Regions from separate parts of the Hordeum vulgare genome. Here region 2 is linked to region 1. A link is a contact called in public Hi-C data. All regions are on one chromosome and are shown on one strand. The core of a region is the stretch at or near the end of the contact, and the rest is flanking DNA. Distances in the headings are between cores, read along the strand shown.

Evidence for each region. Hi-C and Micro-C count contacts between places; a contact is called where the count stands out from the background.
Region 2: a contact with region 1 is called in a Hi-C map of seedling, with 6 times the contacts expected there. The contact joins the promoter of LOC123408825 here to the promoter of LOC123407428 in region 1. A contact is called at or near these places in 3 of 6 Hi-C or Micro-C datasets (leaf and seedling) and 1 of 1 datasets of contacts at active chromatin or transcription factors (embryo).

What each region holds. Positions count from the first base shown.
Region 1 is chr7H:110,385,022-110,392,630 of MorexV3_pseudomolecules_assembly, forward strand. It overlaps LOC123407428 (THO complex subunit 4D-like), which reads right to left and starts at 4,092. Exons shown (of 7, transcript XM_045100561.1): 1 at 3,812-4,092; 2 at 2,796-3,083; 3 at 2,123-2,266; 4 at 1,957-2,025; 5 at 861-1,054; 6 at 682-738. The coding sequence starts at 3,047.
Region 2 is chr7H:110,912,223-110,919,831 of MorexV3_pseudomolecules_assembly, forward strand. LOC123408825 reads left to right here and starts at 4,699. Exons shown (of 2, transcript XM_045101864.1): 1 at 4,699-5,723; 2 at 5,824-6,738. The coding sequence starts at 5,646. The coding sequence ends at 6,354. It overlaps LOC123408823 (endoglucanase 17), which reads right to left. Exons shown (of 6, transcript XM_045101863.1): 6 at 7,596-7,609.

The sequences.
Region 1 (7,609 bases), core at 2,842-5,341:
AAATAATTGTCTTGCAGATAACAGATCTTTCCATGAACTATGATGCGGAAACTTTGTCTGCCAACACTAGAGAAAAATACTGCCTCTGTTCCTAAATATAAGTCTTTTTAGAGATTTCACTAGGGGACTACATACGGAGCAAAATGAGTGAATCTACACTATGGAATATGTCTATATACATCTGTATGTAGTCCCCTAGTGGAACCTCTAAAAATACTTGTATTTAGGAACGGAGGGAGTAGCTCGCATGACCAACACTCAAAAATATTTGGCCCTGCTATGCAAAAGCAACAATCAAACATGTACTGCAGGCCAATTGTATCACAATTGGCTTTTTAGATCAAACTGCATCACATATGATTAGCTGCCAGTTCCTACAATGAACTACGACAAGCATGAAGCTCATCGATACATCTAGAAATATCTAGCACTACCACAAGGTTCAGAAAGATGTGCAGACACACAAACGTTGCCACCATAGCATATGAAGTCACAACACTAGACAACAAAGTTTCACATGTTGTATAGGCACACAAGCTTCATAGCAACTACTTGTTGGCAGACTTCCCATGGATTGCTATTTGAATCAAGGTTGTGTACTGGTCATAAGAGGTAAGCTGCACTACTCTTATTTTTATCCAGCAAAAGAAATTACAAAGATGTGGAATCCTAAGAACCTACCCAGGAAGGAAACCAGACGAGTCAGTCGCACCTCGACCAAACCCACTTGGACGGGACCTGAAAACATCATGTAGTCAGAAACAGATAGGCAAAAAGTTCAAACTACTATAATGTGATTGGTAAATTTGATAAGCATGGATCCTCTAACTAAAAGATGCACTCGCAAAGAAGAGCCATACATCACAACTTCTCTCTGTCCTCTTCCTCTTGCGCCTGGAACAACACTAACACGAGGTGCAGGAGCAGCAGCCAAACCCAAATTTGCTCCTATCATTTCGATCTTCATTTCTTTCCCATCAAGACGTACATTATTATATCGTTTCAATGCTTGAACAGCTTCACTCCTCCTAGTGAATATCACCTCAGCTGAACCCTGCTCAAGAATATCCATGAAAAATACAACCATATAATATTCTGACATGCAGTATGAGCAAAGCTGTAAAGTAGGACTACTAGAACATGCTCTATTTTATGGTCTGTCATAATTTAATAGAGGGACCAGCACTTTTACTAATGTTTCGCAGGTAAAGGTAGATAAATATTCAAAAAAAAAGAATGAGGTAAATAAATAATGCTACTTATTAAGATTGGAGTATTAGGTTAAATAGGTTGTCCACTGACTATCAAAAGTAAGAAAGTAAAAAAAGGGCATACCCAGTGCTGAAAGCTCCCATACAAGGTGGGGTCTGAGGAAGGGAATTTCTTACATAATAATTCTGCAAGAGGCTGGTTCAAACCCCAGGACCTTCAGGCCACAAGTGGAGAGACTATCGAAAGTAAGATTATTTAAAAAAAAGGCTGTTCACATGAAGCTTCTGTGTGTGTCATACTGTCATGTATGTGTTGGGGCAGTGAAGAGGCTTGGTGGATACAAGTTCTAAGGTCTAAAGTCTAAACTAGCAATAAATCAAAGCAACATTCAGCTTTGGGCAAGCAACATCAAATATGACATGAATAAATAATTAAATATATAATGCATATTGCAGGAGAAAAGGATACCCTGTTATCATTTCACACACTTACAAGAGTTATTGTGTGTGTCTGTATCATCAGGCTGTGCTGGGCCAAATTCTAGCTTATAGTTAGTAGGTCCTAAGTTCATTACAAACAACCAATGGATTATCCAAACACCTAATATGCACACGATAGGTGCATCATGCATGATCAGGCATATGTTTGGGCAAAAGGCACTTGCTCGTAGCATGAGATTTGCAGAAGCGAGTGCTTAATTGTAAAAACTTGCAGCAGAAAAACAAGCATTCATAAGAGACTTACAGTTGGGTGTCTATTATTGTCATAATGGACAATGCAGTTCTTCAAATGACCCATTTCAGAGAAAAGTTCCTGAAACAGTTGTCGGCAGATAAGATCAGGTTGAGAAAGTCCAATATGATTGAAGCTGTCGAATATTCCAGCATGCATAATATAACAATCCAGCTACCTGTAAATCTTCCTTTGTCACTCCATAGTGCAAGTTTGAAACATACAGCTTGGTACCAGTTTCTATCCCAGGAAGTCCAGCAGCCACCATGCTATCCTCAAACCGATCATGTGTCCATGCAAAATCCTTTGTTTTGTTGAATGACTGATGATGTTCCCCAGCATGCACACCCAGATTGTGATGATAAATTGTTAGCATAATCCCCAAAGCTCATCAATCCGCAGTATTTGATGAGTCAACTAGCATCAGCAAAACTATAAAACCATACGCCATTGCATAAAATGGGTGCTAGCTGATAGCCCCTGTATGAACCAGAGAATTTATCCAGAGAAATAAGTATCCAACAGGTTAATACATAGTCCATCAGCATGCTGACCATGAGAAGAGACAATGTGTTTTTCAGTTTGAAGCATTAACCAGAACAAACCAACAAATATCTCGCCACAAAATTGTCAGCAGCTAAGGGGCAGTTCTCAGGGCATTTTCAAATTGAGAAACCTCTCGGATCCTCTTTGAAGCTCCACAGTTCATAAGTATGCAAAATATGGTCTGAACTGAGCCCTGAGGCCTGAGCTGTCCCATTTATTAAGTTCATAGCCACTTCTTGTCAGGTATCTATTGTAATTTGGGTTCTTGAGGGTATACAGAAAAACAGCGATGATTTTGTGCTTGCCTTGGCAATAGCATACGATGACGAGCGAGTATTGACACCAAGTGGCCTTTGTGAAGGCACTCCCCTTCCACGGAAGGTTCCAACGCCATGTCCACGGCCTAAACCACGGCCTAGCCTTTGGCCATCACCTCTGCCTGACCTTTGGCCATCACCTCTGCCTCGACCAACTCTCTGTCCCCTTCCCCTTCCTCTTCCCCTCCCACTTCTGCTCTTAATCATATCATCGAGTGACATATCCAAAGCTGCCTCCATTTCAATGAAAACTTGAGATTCAATAGGGAGAAAGCCCTGCAAAAAGGACAAAGAAGTTTAATATTATGTATTGCTCAATTGTACTGATGTGGTGCAAGCAAGCAGAGTAACAAATATGCACGCACAGATAGGGGAAAAAAACTGGATATAAGGTCATTGGTTTCCACTAGTTGAGAAAAAGAACCATACCCCATAAGCAGCAGAACAATACAATTTTGAAAAGTTCAGCTCTTCCAAACTTCCTACTATGCTACTATTGTGCTCGTCCAACAAATACACTGTGGTACGAAGAATAGTAGGCTTATTAACTTCACTTTCTTCGAAGTTTTCGATGACATTCAGGATTACACTAACAATTAGTTTATCAGGTACACCGGGCATAGTAGTCCTTATCGGCTATCGCAGTCTGCCGCAAACAACCCCAAAACATAATTTGTAGAACACATCAGGTTCACTAGGACAACCTGGCTAGATCTCTGCATTACCCCTTCTTATCTTACTCTTCTAAGAAGCAACCAATCGACACCATGGGCACTACCATATCGCCTAATCTAGGCAGCCTCACTATCGGGGGTTCCCATAAGCGGTACTGAGCTGGAAAAAAAAATCCGGCACCCGTTCATGCCAATAACATGCACCGCGTTTGCCAAGAGCCCGCGGGATCCAACCGCGCTAGGGCTTTGCGCATGTTAGTGACTCAACCAACGGAGTATACTCGTACTGATGCCAATGCTACCGTAGTTCCAGAAGGGCGGGGAAGTCACCTCTGGGCCTGGGGGGGACCCCCTAGGGCTCTCCGGCGGCGGGCGGATCCTGGATCTGTGGGGCGGGGAATTCTTCTCCTCCGGTCGTTGGCAGGAAGCGCGGAAGGGAGGGCGAGGGGGGCTCAGATCTATGGGCCTTTGACGGCGGCGGTGTCGTTGTCGGTCTGCGCCTCGGCGAGGTCTGCCGACGGAGGGTCGGGGCGAGGGCGGATCCGGAGTTGAGAGGAGAGAGACGACTTCCTTCTAGGGGTGGAAGAGGAAGACGACTTGGTGCGGGTCCCAGGGGATTGGGCTCTGCTTTTATTTGCTGCCGGTGGGAGGGAGATAACTTTTTTTTTTAGGCAAGGGGAGGGAGGAAAATCCTATACGCCGCTCACCTCGTAATGTCGACGCTTCGCACAGGGTTTGCCGGAGCGATCGACGCAGTGGCCGGCCGAATTGCTAGCGAAGCTTTCTTTGTCTCAACAAGTCTCCCCTAATAATAAAGCGCGCAGCGCTTCTATGGTCCGTAGTCGGTCATTTTGCAGAAAAACCCTCGCAGTTTCAGGTAATTAATCCGTAGTCCAATTTTAAGTAAGAACGAACCGTTTCCTGTCATTTTACACAAAAGCCCTCATAGTTTTAGATAATCAACCCGCGGTCCATCTTGTAGTCACAGCCGAACCGTTTTTTGCATTTTTCGAAAAACTCCCTGATGTTTCAGGTAATCAACCCGCCTCCTCTCGCTCCTCGTCCCCTGCCTCCTCGCCTTCGTCCTCCTCCGCTTCTCCGCCCTGCTGGACCCCGGCGCCGCCGTGCCCCGCGTCAAGCGGTCCCCTTCCCTGCCCCTCCGCTTCCGCCATGACGGCGCCTTCAAGATCCTCCAGGTCGGCACCTTCGCTCGCTCGCTCGCTCGCCTGATTTCCCCTGCATGCTCGCGCCTCGCCCGCTGACCCTTGCTCGCAGGTAGCGGACATGCACTTCGGCAACGGCACCGCCACGCGCTGCCGGGACGTGGCGCCGGAGGTCGGCGGCGCGCGCTGCTCCGACCTCAACACGACCCGGTTCCTGCGCCGACTCATCGAAGCGGAGAGGCCCGACCTCATAGCCTTCACCGGTGCGTGCTTTGGGTTGCTCCCCCGCCGCTTCTCTTCTCACACAGCCACTGCTAGGTGGCCATCTAGCTCCAGAGATCGCGACTCCAGCCCATGGGATCTCCCCTGGCAGTCCCTACCATTGATAGTCTTGCAGATTTGTCAGTTGAAATGATGCAACGGCATTGAAATTGGATCCAATCGATTAGTTGGTCACTTTGCCTGTAACACACCAGCGATATACAGCGGCAAAGTTGGTGCTCTATGTGGTGCCAGCTTGATGGAGCTTGTGAGTTGACTTTATGAATGCTTCCCGTTTGCATTCAGATTTCAGAGGGGGTGGCTGGAAATGTTCACTATGGGTTACACTCTTATCGCCTATCTACTTGTAGCTCATCGACGCTCGACTGTTATTGATGGCATTTGTATAACCCCGCGACCCCGCGGGAATTTACTTCGCAAGAAATGTGGACCCATTGTCACTGATGCTTACGGGTTTAACACTGGACAGAGCTAATGTCAGAGTACTAAGCTTACATTCTTCTTTTATAATTATATCTGAGCGAGTTCTCTGATGTATGCAAGGGATTCACACATCGCTCCTCTTGGTTCTGAACTTCTGACGATGGCCATCGTCGGCAACACAAATGTGATGTCATATGAAAATATATTGCGTTCAAAGCGTGTGTTATTTTCTCTTCCGTTGCAACGCACGGTTTTTTTGCTAGTACTATCAAAAGAACCGTACGTTGCAACGGGAGATAAAATAATACATGTTTTTAATGTAATAACCATGACTCAAGGCCCTAATAGGTTTATGTTTTTTATTTTAACATGGCATCTCATTTGAATTACCGACAATAACCTTAGTGTTCACATATGCCCGTGTGTTGCAACATGAATATTTGATGTGTCCAACATGAAATATAAAATTTATAGAAGTCTTCAAAGCACTTTATTTAAACTAGCAAAAGGGCCCGTGCGTTGAAACGGGAGAAAAAAATACCACACGCTTTTAATTTTTTTATAATCATTTTGATTTATTAAAATAATAAGCTAACTAACTAATGTAGTGAGTCCTATCCTATTTTCTTGAGAAATCAACCCGTCCATTGTTAATTTCACCATGATGAGAAATTGAGTGGGACAAGCAAAACAAAACAAAGGAGCTACGTGAAGTGATCAATGGACTGTTATCTTATTTCACTCATGGATTAAAGAATGTGGGATCAGATGACAAACTGAAGGTGGTGTTCCATTCTCTGTCTCTACAACAATATAATCTTACATTCAATAGATTCATTCATCAACAAACAAATCCCCATAAAACAAATTTTCTTGCCGGTGCTTGGCACACGGTTAGAGGCATGGGGAGGGGATCTCACCGGATGATGAGTTCCTGCCGGAGGAGGGTATACGATGAGGGGAGCAAAGGTTAGGCGCTTCTATCTGGCCATAAGGAGTCGTCGTTGCCGCCCCATAACCTCGGAGTTCCCCATGTGAGCCATGGAGGCCCGCCTCCACCTCCAAGTACTTCGCTCCGCCGCGCCTTATCCGCGCGCCGCCACCATTCTGCATCGAGCAGACGCATCATCCATAGTCACTGTAGCTGTCGCGTTGATTTGATCCAGAAGTTGTGCTCGAGCGCCGAAACGGGGGCAGCAAGCGGGCAGAGGTACGACCGCGGAGGCCGGTGGGTTGAGATCGACAACAGTGGTGGTTGAGGTCAGCCGCGGTGGCGAGTGGTGTGGCAGAGAATGTGTGATCAGATGACAAACTGAAGGTGGTGTTCCATTCTCTGTCTCTACAACAATACAATCTTACATTCAATACATTCATTCATCAGCAAACAAATCCCCACAAAACAAAATTTCTTGCTGGTGCTTGGCACACGGTTGGAGGCATGGGGAGGGGATCTCACCGGATGATGAGTTGCTGCCGGAGGAGGGGATACGATGAGGGGAGCAAGGGTTAGGCGCCTCTATCTGGCCATAAGGATTCGCCGTTGCCGCGCCATAACCTCGGAGTTCCCCGTGTGAGCCATGGAGGCCCGCTCCACCTGCAAGTACTTCGCTCCGCAGCGCCTTATCCGCGCGTCGCCACCGTTCTGCATCGAGCAGAAGCATCATCCATAGTCACTGTAGCTGTCGCATTGATTTGATCTAGAAGCTGTGCTCGAGCGCCGAAACGGGGGCAGCAAACAGGCAGAGGTACGGCCGTGGAGGCGGGTGGGTTGAGATCGACAACTGTGGTGGTTGAGGTCGGCCGCGGCGGCGAGTGGTGTGGCAGAGAATGTGTGATCAGATGACAAACTGAAGGTGTTGTTCCATTCTCTGTCTCTACAACAATACAATCTTACATTCGATACATTCATTCATCAGCAAACAAATCCCCACAAAACAAAATTTCTTGCCGGTGCTTGGCACACGGTTGGAGGCATGGGGAGGGGATCTCACCGGATGATGAGTAGCTGCCGGAGGAGGGGATACGATGAGGGGAGCAAGGGTTAGGCGCCTCTATCTGGCCATAAGGAGTCGTCGTTGCCGCGCCATAACCTCGGAGTTCCCCGTGTGAGCCATGGAGGCCCGCCTCCACCTCCAAGTACTTCGCTCCGTCGCGCCTTATCCGCGCGCCGCCACCGTTCTGCATCGAGCAGACGCATCATCCATAGTCACTGTAGCTGCCGCGTTGATTTGATCCAGAAGCTGTGCTCGAGCGCCGAAAC
Region 2 (7,609 bases), core at 3,449-5,948, 530 kb after region 1:
GCACAAGTTTTTATTTAAGATTAAATATTAATTAATCAGATTAATTTAGCGGGGGACCCGCGTGTCATACTCTAATTATGTTAATTAATTATTTTAACTAATATATCTATTTATTTATTTATTTAAGAAAAACATTATTTTTAATTATCGCGTGGGGCCTCCCTGTCATTGACAGCGGTGCATTGGCCCCACCGGTAAGTGGCTTAAGGTTAATTCCGCATTTATTTTTATTAGATACCTATCCGTGCAAATACCGTATTTCTCTAAATACCCAAATACACAAATACAAACATCACACCTCATACATACATTCATACATACGCATCTAATACACAATTTATTCTTTTTTTTCATTTTTCTTTTCTCTCAACACTCATCTCTCTTCTCTCTGTTAACAGAGACAGAGAACAATTTTCTCTAACACCACCTAGAAGAACACCAACTTCGAATCCTTCTACCGGAGTCCACCGTCGACGGATCGAGGCCCCGTTTGCCGGAACGGAACCGTGACGCCGAGGAGAACGGTAAGGTGGGAGGAGCCCGAGGAGGGGCTCACCGACGGTGACGTGACGGCCCGGTGAAGCCGGAGTTCGCGCGAAGTGACGGTGGAGACGGTGACGGTGAGGTTCCGGTGATGATGTGCCGGCGAGGAGGAGCCGGTGAGGAGGGCCCCGGTGAGGAGAGGCCCCCGGAGGTGGAGCCGCCGGCGGTGAGGGGCGGCCGCCGGAGAGGGACCTCCCGGAAGGGGCCGGCCGCCGAGATGGGGGGCCGAGGCAACCGGGGCCCCCTGCCGGCGGAGTGGGTGGCTCGCCGGCGAGGAGGGAGGGGCGCGGCCGGCGGGGAGGAGGGCTTGGCCGGCGGGGCGAGGGGAGGGGCCACCGGGGAGGAAGGTGGCCGTGGGGGGAGGAGGTCGTGGAGAGGAAGGAGGGAGGGGGGCCGGCGGGGGAGAGGGCTGCCGGCGGGGAGGGGGAAGGCCGGCCGCCGGTTGGGGAGGAAGAGGGGCGAGGTGGGGGAAGGCGAGATGGGGCTCTCGGTTGGGTGGCCGAGAGAGAGGGAGGGATCGTGGGGAGGAGGGGCGACAGGAGGGGAGGGAGTCACGGGAGCAGAGAGAGGGAGGTGGCGCGTGGGGGTGGGGCCCCACCACGAGGGTGGGGTGGCTGGCGGCGGCGGCGCCCAGGGGGGGGGGAGGGAGTTGGCGTGGGGGTGGGGTGGCGCCAGGAGGCGTTAGGGTTTGGCGGGGGGGGCCGGCTGGGCCACTTGGCCCAGTTTGGGCCGGCTGGGGGGGCTTTCTCCTTCTTTTTTTTTTTGTTTGTTTTGTTTGGTTTTTATTTTGTTTTCTCTTTTCCCTTTTCTTTTTATTATTTCTTTCTTTCAGTTTTCTTTCCTTTCTTTTATTATTATTTCTTTAATACTTTCCCCTTACATATATATCCTTTTAACACTTGTAATGAACCGATAAAGGGCTTCCCTTTTCTTTCAAATCATCGATCCGGACAGACGCGAATCCACGCGGGTCCGAGATGGGAATTCGATGACGTGGCATCATTAACGGTTGATCACTGTAGCTTAATTACAATTACTACTGTAGCAAAAGTCGAGGATGTCACACTAGCAACCCATCATCTACTTACTACTTCCAAATGCCTTCCTCTAGGCCCAAATAATGGTGAAGTGTTATGTAGTCGACGTTCACATAACACCACTAGAGGAGAGACAACATACAACACATCAAAATATCGAACGAATACCAAATTCACATGACTACTTATAGCATGACTTATCCCATAACCTCTGGAACAAAAGTAACTACTCACAAAGCATAATCATATTCATGACCAGAGAGGTAATGAGTAGCATCAAGGATCTGAACATAAACTCTTCCACCAAGTAATCCAACTAGCATCAACTACAAAGAGTAATTAACACTACTAGCAACCTTACAAGTACCAATCGGAGTCGCGAGACGGAGATTGGTTACAAGTAATGAACTAGGGTTTGGAGATGAGATGGTGCTGATGAAGATGTTGATGGTGATGAGTCCCCTCTGATGAGAAGAATGTTGGTGATGACGATGGCGACGATTTCCCCCTCCGGGAGGGAAGTTTCCCCGGCAAGATCGTCCTGCCGGAGCTCTAGATTGATTATGCTCAAATTCCGCCTCGTGGCGTCGGCGAATCCACGAAAAAGCTCCTCCCTGATTTATTTTTTCCAGACGCAAACCTTCATATAGCAGAAGAGGGGGGCCAGTGGGCCAGCAGGCTGCCCACAAGCCCCCTTGGCACGGCCTGTGGGGGTGGTCGCAACGTGCAGGCTTGTGGCCACCTGCTGGCGCCCCTCTGGTGCTTCTTCGGCCCAGTATTTTTTATAAATCCAGAAAAAAATCCTCGTTGATTTTTATAGCGTTTGGAGTTGCGCAGAATAGGTATCTCAACTTTGCTCCTCTTTCAGGCCAGAATTCCAGCTGCCGACATTCTCCCTCTTCATGTAAACCTTGCAAAATAAGAGAGAAAATGCATAAGTATTGTACCGTGAAGTGAAATAACAGCCCAAGAAGCGATAAATATCAACATGAAAACATGATGCAAAATGGAAGTATCACACCCCTGCTCTTGTTGCGTCCTCGTGCAGCATCTGGACTCCCTCCTAAGATTCAAGATCTTCTTTTGGTCCTGGAAAAATCGTCAGAAAGTTCCTACGTGACTCTGTTTGGTACCTATTTTCTGAAAAGCCAAAAACACGCAAAAAATAGCGACTCACACTAGGCACTGAGTCAATAGGTTAGTTCCCAAAATAGATATAAAATTGTGTATAAATCATATAAGATTGATAAATAATAGCATGAAACAATAAAAACTATAAATACATTGGAGACATATCATGCACCTCTTCTTGATTTCCTCTATCTTCTCTTTTACTCCTTTCCATGTTCCTACGTGATTTCTTCCATTTTATCCCATTTTCAGTGGAAACACATCAAAGAGATGATTTTTTGGAATCATTTGCATTCATTAGTCACTAGTACCAATATCGGAGCGAATATCTCTATTTTAAAGACATAACTTGGTTTAAACAAAGGGTGAATGACTGTAAAACTCATACATGTTGTCGTAGTGCCGTCAACGGGTGAAAAGGAATTGTCCAACGATAAGAAACCCGGTCTATGAGGGGTGGCGACCATGGCAGCACCAATAAAATCACTCGTGTGCTAGGAGGAGGACCCATGTTGACTGTCATCTTCCCTTTAAGGATTTCTTTTATACTAAAACGCATTGTTACCGAAGACACGCGGCTTTGAAGATACTTGACCGAGATATGAGGAAATGGTACTTCCTTGCCATTGGCCAAGTATGATCGCAACGACCAAATTTTCCACACCAACATGATAACCTGATCCCTCTCAACTTCATTACAATTCACGAGCATATCCAACCAGTCTTTTCTAGTGTGAACTAGCCGATCATTGTGCCGCAAGACCCAAGCTGACCACATAAGATCACATAGGATGCAAGCCTGGCTAAAAAGGTAACCTTGAGCTATTCAGTACTTGTATGAGAAAAATTGAAGACTTTTGAGCTTTTCGTGATATTGCAAGCCTGGCTAAAAAGATGATTGAACTTGCAAGGCATGTCATATTTCTTGTTGGTTATCGCCACATTGAGTTGGTATTGGTACTATCAGTAGCAACGACACCAATTAAAAGGGTCTTCTCAGCGATGAAAATCATCAAGACTAAGTTGTGCGGCAAGATGTTCGATGGCTGGCTTAATGAGGTGTGTTACATTGAGAGAAGGATCTTCGAAAGTTATGATCTTGATAAAATTAAGGAAGTTTTTTAAAAGGAGGATATGACGGTGTCATTGCTTAGGTCTTGTAGATGTCATTGAAAGATTCATTGTTGGTATGTTTTATGTTGTCTTTCTATTGAAATATGTCAACATGTTCGTTGTACTTGGTTATTCGTTCGAGAATCACATAAAATAGTATTGTGCATTATTGATGTGTATTCACTCTTTTGGTTTCACATTAAAATAATCGTTGCTTAAGACTTCGCCTCACCTTAAACAAATTCCGTCCTCCTCCACTGCTTCTGTGCCAACTAGTCGTCACTTATCTCTTCCTCCAACTTCGGACCATGTAGAGAAAATGTTAATTGAAAATGCTAGTGTGAACACGAGTCTAAACCATATAATCTCGTTTTCCATAACTTTGAAAAAATCAGGTCATTTTAGTTTGAAAATACTATAAAGAAATGGGTAATCTTGGGGAAAGGACGTTTGGCTCCCGGAAGCCATGGAGGACGAAATTTTTGAAAAAATCAAAATTCAAAAATTTTGATTTGAAAAAATCTGAAAAAAATTATACAACTAAACAAGCGTGGGATTCATGTGTGTGTAAAATTTCAGACCAAAATACTTTAAGACGCGACCTGTACAAAAAAGACATATTCATTGTCTCGAAAGATAAATAGTGTCATGTGTTAAAAAGCTTTGGATTTGTCTTTTTTTCATAGCCCTCATTTCAACATATTTAGTTCTGAAAATTTACATACTTATGTATTACACCTTCATCTATCTATGTATTTTTTCAAAAAAAAATGTTAAAATATGATTTTTTATGAAATTTAAAGTTTGAATTTAAAGGCCTTCGTAGAGCTCGGCCTCCAAAAGCAATTTACCATACTCTTACATCTATAGAATCGAGACAGTATGTAGTGGGTGGGGTGGGCAGTGCGAGTAAACTATGTAGTTCATGAGGAAACAAAGCTAGATTCGCCACGCAGCCGATGAACAATAGGATAGAGACAGGGATATGGGCAGAACGGCGCATTTTCGTGGGGCATGGGGACAATTCGTTTGGAGCTGAAAAATCCAACCCCGGAATTCATTCCGACTCAATCAAATCGGCTGATTGGATCTAAAAGCGTCTACATAGCTAATCTTGGCCAAAGAAGAGACAACTAGACAATGACCGATCACGAAAAGCAGGACTAAACTCAAATCATCAGGGCTAACTTGTACCTTTTCCGGCCTATGGCAAAGCGGTGAGCAAACAGTGCATTCAGTTCAATGCATTGTACATCTATGGAAAACCTAGTCCTTGTCCCAATAGTGGCGTAATTGTGCCAGGGCGACTAGTCCAAACCGAACATTCTGACGTCACTTTCCAGTCAACCACACGCTCATCCAGATCAGGTCCTAGACCCATTTGAAATGCCGGAAACTTGGTGAGGAATTTACATGAACTTTATGCAAAAAATTACTGCCCACCGGCTGCAGGGTTTAGTGACACAAGTCACAAGACCCCTTCCCTTCCCTGAAGAGATCCAAATGTTGCAAGGGGGGATCGATCACGGGCTGCATGATGTACAGGCTCCTAAACTTGATGGAGCATATGCGCGCACAGTCGAGTCGTGCACTCGCGCTGTTGAGCCGTGGAAGTTACCAAATGCCGACAAGTGCAGGGAGCCACCACCGCACCGGCACCACGTCGCCGTCACGGCACCACACCACACACCCCCAGCCCCGATCAACTGCCCCCCGGCCTGGCCGATCCACAACTGCTTATAAACCCTTCGTCTTCCTCCTCCCACCTTCACCACCGCACCCTCGCCTCGCCTCCTTTCCGCCGGAGCGAGCGAGCGAGCGATGGACCTCGACGACGACATGATGCCCTACTCCCCGTCCGGCGACTCCTCGCCGTCCTCCTCCGACCTGGACACCGAGGTTTTTCGTCGAATTTCCTGGCTGGGTGCGGTCAGTTGCAGTTGCGCCGTTTTCTATCTTGCGTGCGCTGACGATGTTGTTAGTTTTGATCTGTTGGCAGTCGACGGGGTCCTTCTTCCCGGACAGGAGCACGACGCTGGGGACGCTGATGGGCGTGTCGGCGTTCGGGGGCGGCGCTGCGCAGCGGCGGATGGCTCGCGCGCCGCCGGGGCAGGAGAGCGAGAGGCCGACGCGGGCGGCAACGGAGGAGCGAGACGGGCGGCGGGCGGGCGGGTGGCGACGGAGGAGGCGGCGGCGGGGCGGGAGCTGGTGGCGGCTGTGCCGCGACGACGCCAGCGGGCCGCCGACGAGGCTGGGCGAGTTCCTGGACATGGAGCGGCAGCACGCCGGCGCCGACTTCCTGTGCGGCGGCGGCGGCGGCGGCCCGCAGGAGCCGGAGGCGCCCACGGTGGTGGCGACGCCGCTGTTCGAGGACGGGAGGGTGCGCCCGCCGCAGCAGCGCGCCGCCCCGCCGGAGGAGCGCGGGAGGTGGCGGCTGCAGCGGGCCGCGGAAGGGTCGTCGTCCACGTCCTCGTCGCTGGCCAGGCTCCCGGTGCTGCTCACCGGCATCTGCAGCGGCGGCGCGGGGTAGTGGCAACGCCCCGCAATTAACTGCCTCTCGGAGGGGCGTTTACGCCGTGTACGTGAAAGCCGACTGAATGCAGCATCATTCTTTTTCTTCATCCCACGGATTGATTCTCTCTGCCGCTGCCGCTGCCGCTTCATTTCTCCCATAATTATTCTTGTTCGGAATCGGACCCTCTGGGCTGGGCCAGTACAAAATTCTTCGTTTGATGCTTCGCTTCCCCTCTTTTCTTTCTCCTTTTGCTCTACTTTATTACTATCGAAAAGAATCGGAGGCAGTGCAACAAAAGTGACAAAACTATGTGCTCATGTTGTTACACCCCTCAGTTTTTTTTTACCTCCTGTACGTACTTGTGTAAATATCGAAAGTAATAAGAAAAATTTACGCAAAGCTGCAGTGGGCAAAGTAAAGTCGTTCGTATCTACTATATTCGACTATATACTGTTGTGCGCTGCCGTGCATGCATGCACCGCAGATCCGCAGCAGTGAGTGTATCACCGGTACAGGTGCGGCAACCGTGGCATTTTCTTCCCTGTCCGTGCAGTGCATGAAGCCCGATCCCATCGCACGGACGGAAGATACGCCACGTCGCCCGGCGATTCGAGTGCCAGCTGACCGCCGTGAGCGGACACGAAATCCCGACGCCATTGCACGGCGATCGACATTCGACGCGATCCACCGCATGGGCTCGTCTTCATCGGTCGCTCTCGGAATCAAGTTTGCGGCGATTGTGCCGCATCGGGCATGCTCGCCATGCCTGCTGCCCCCACGCGGCAGCAGAATGATGATGAGGAGGAGGTGTACGCAGAAAGAATTGCTTCTGGTTTGAAGCAAAGCTTCAGATTCCAGCAAGGGCCCAGAGGCCAGAAAAAGACGCGGCACCTGCACTGCTGCACATGACATGTCCACCAACGGACGAGGTCGCACGTGTTTTAACCTTATTAAGCTTAAACTGGATGGCAGCTCCAGCAGTTAAAGCCCGGATCTTCAATCGGCATTTCAGGCTGGTTCTATCATCGTTTCGTACCCCAAAAAAAAGGGAGTTGTGCTCGCTAAGCAACGCTGCATCATTGCATTGCAGATATGGAGTTGACCTTGGAGCTTGCATCATTGCGTGAAGGGCAGTGCCCACAGCTTTCCGGCGACATGTTTGGTCTCGCGATGACATTGACCTCTGAACTACAAGAAGTAGGGGAAGGTGGACGTAAATGCATCGCAACAAGCGTGACGAACTGACGATGATGATATAGTGGTAGATAGA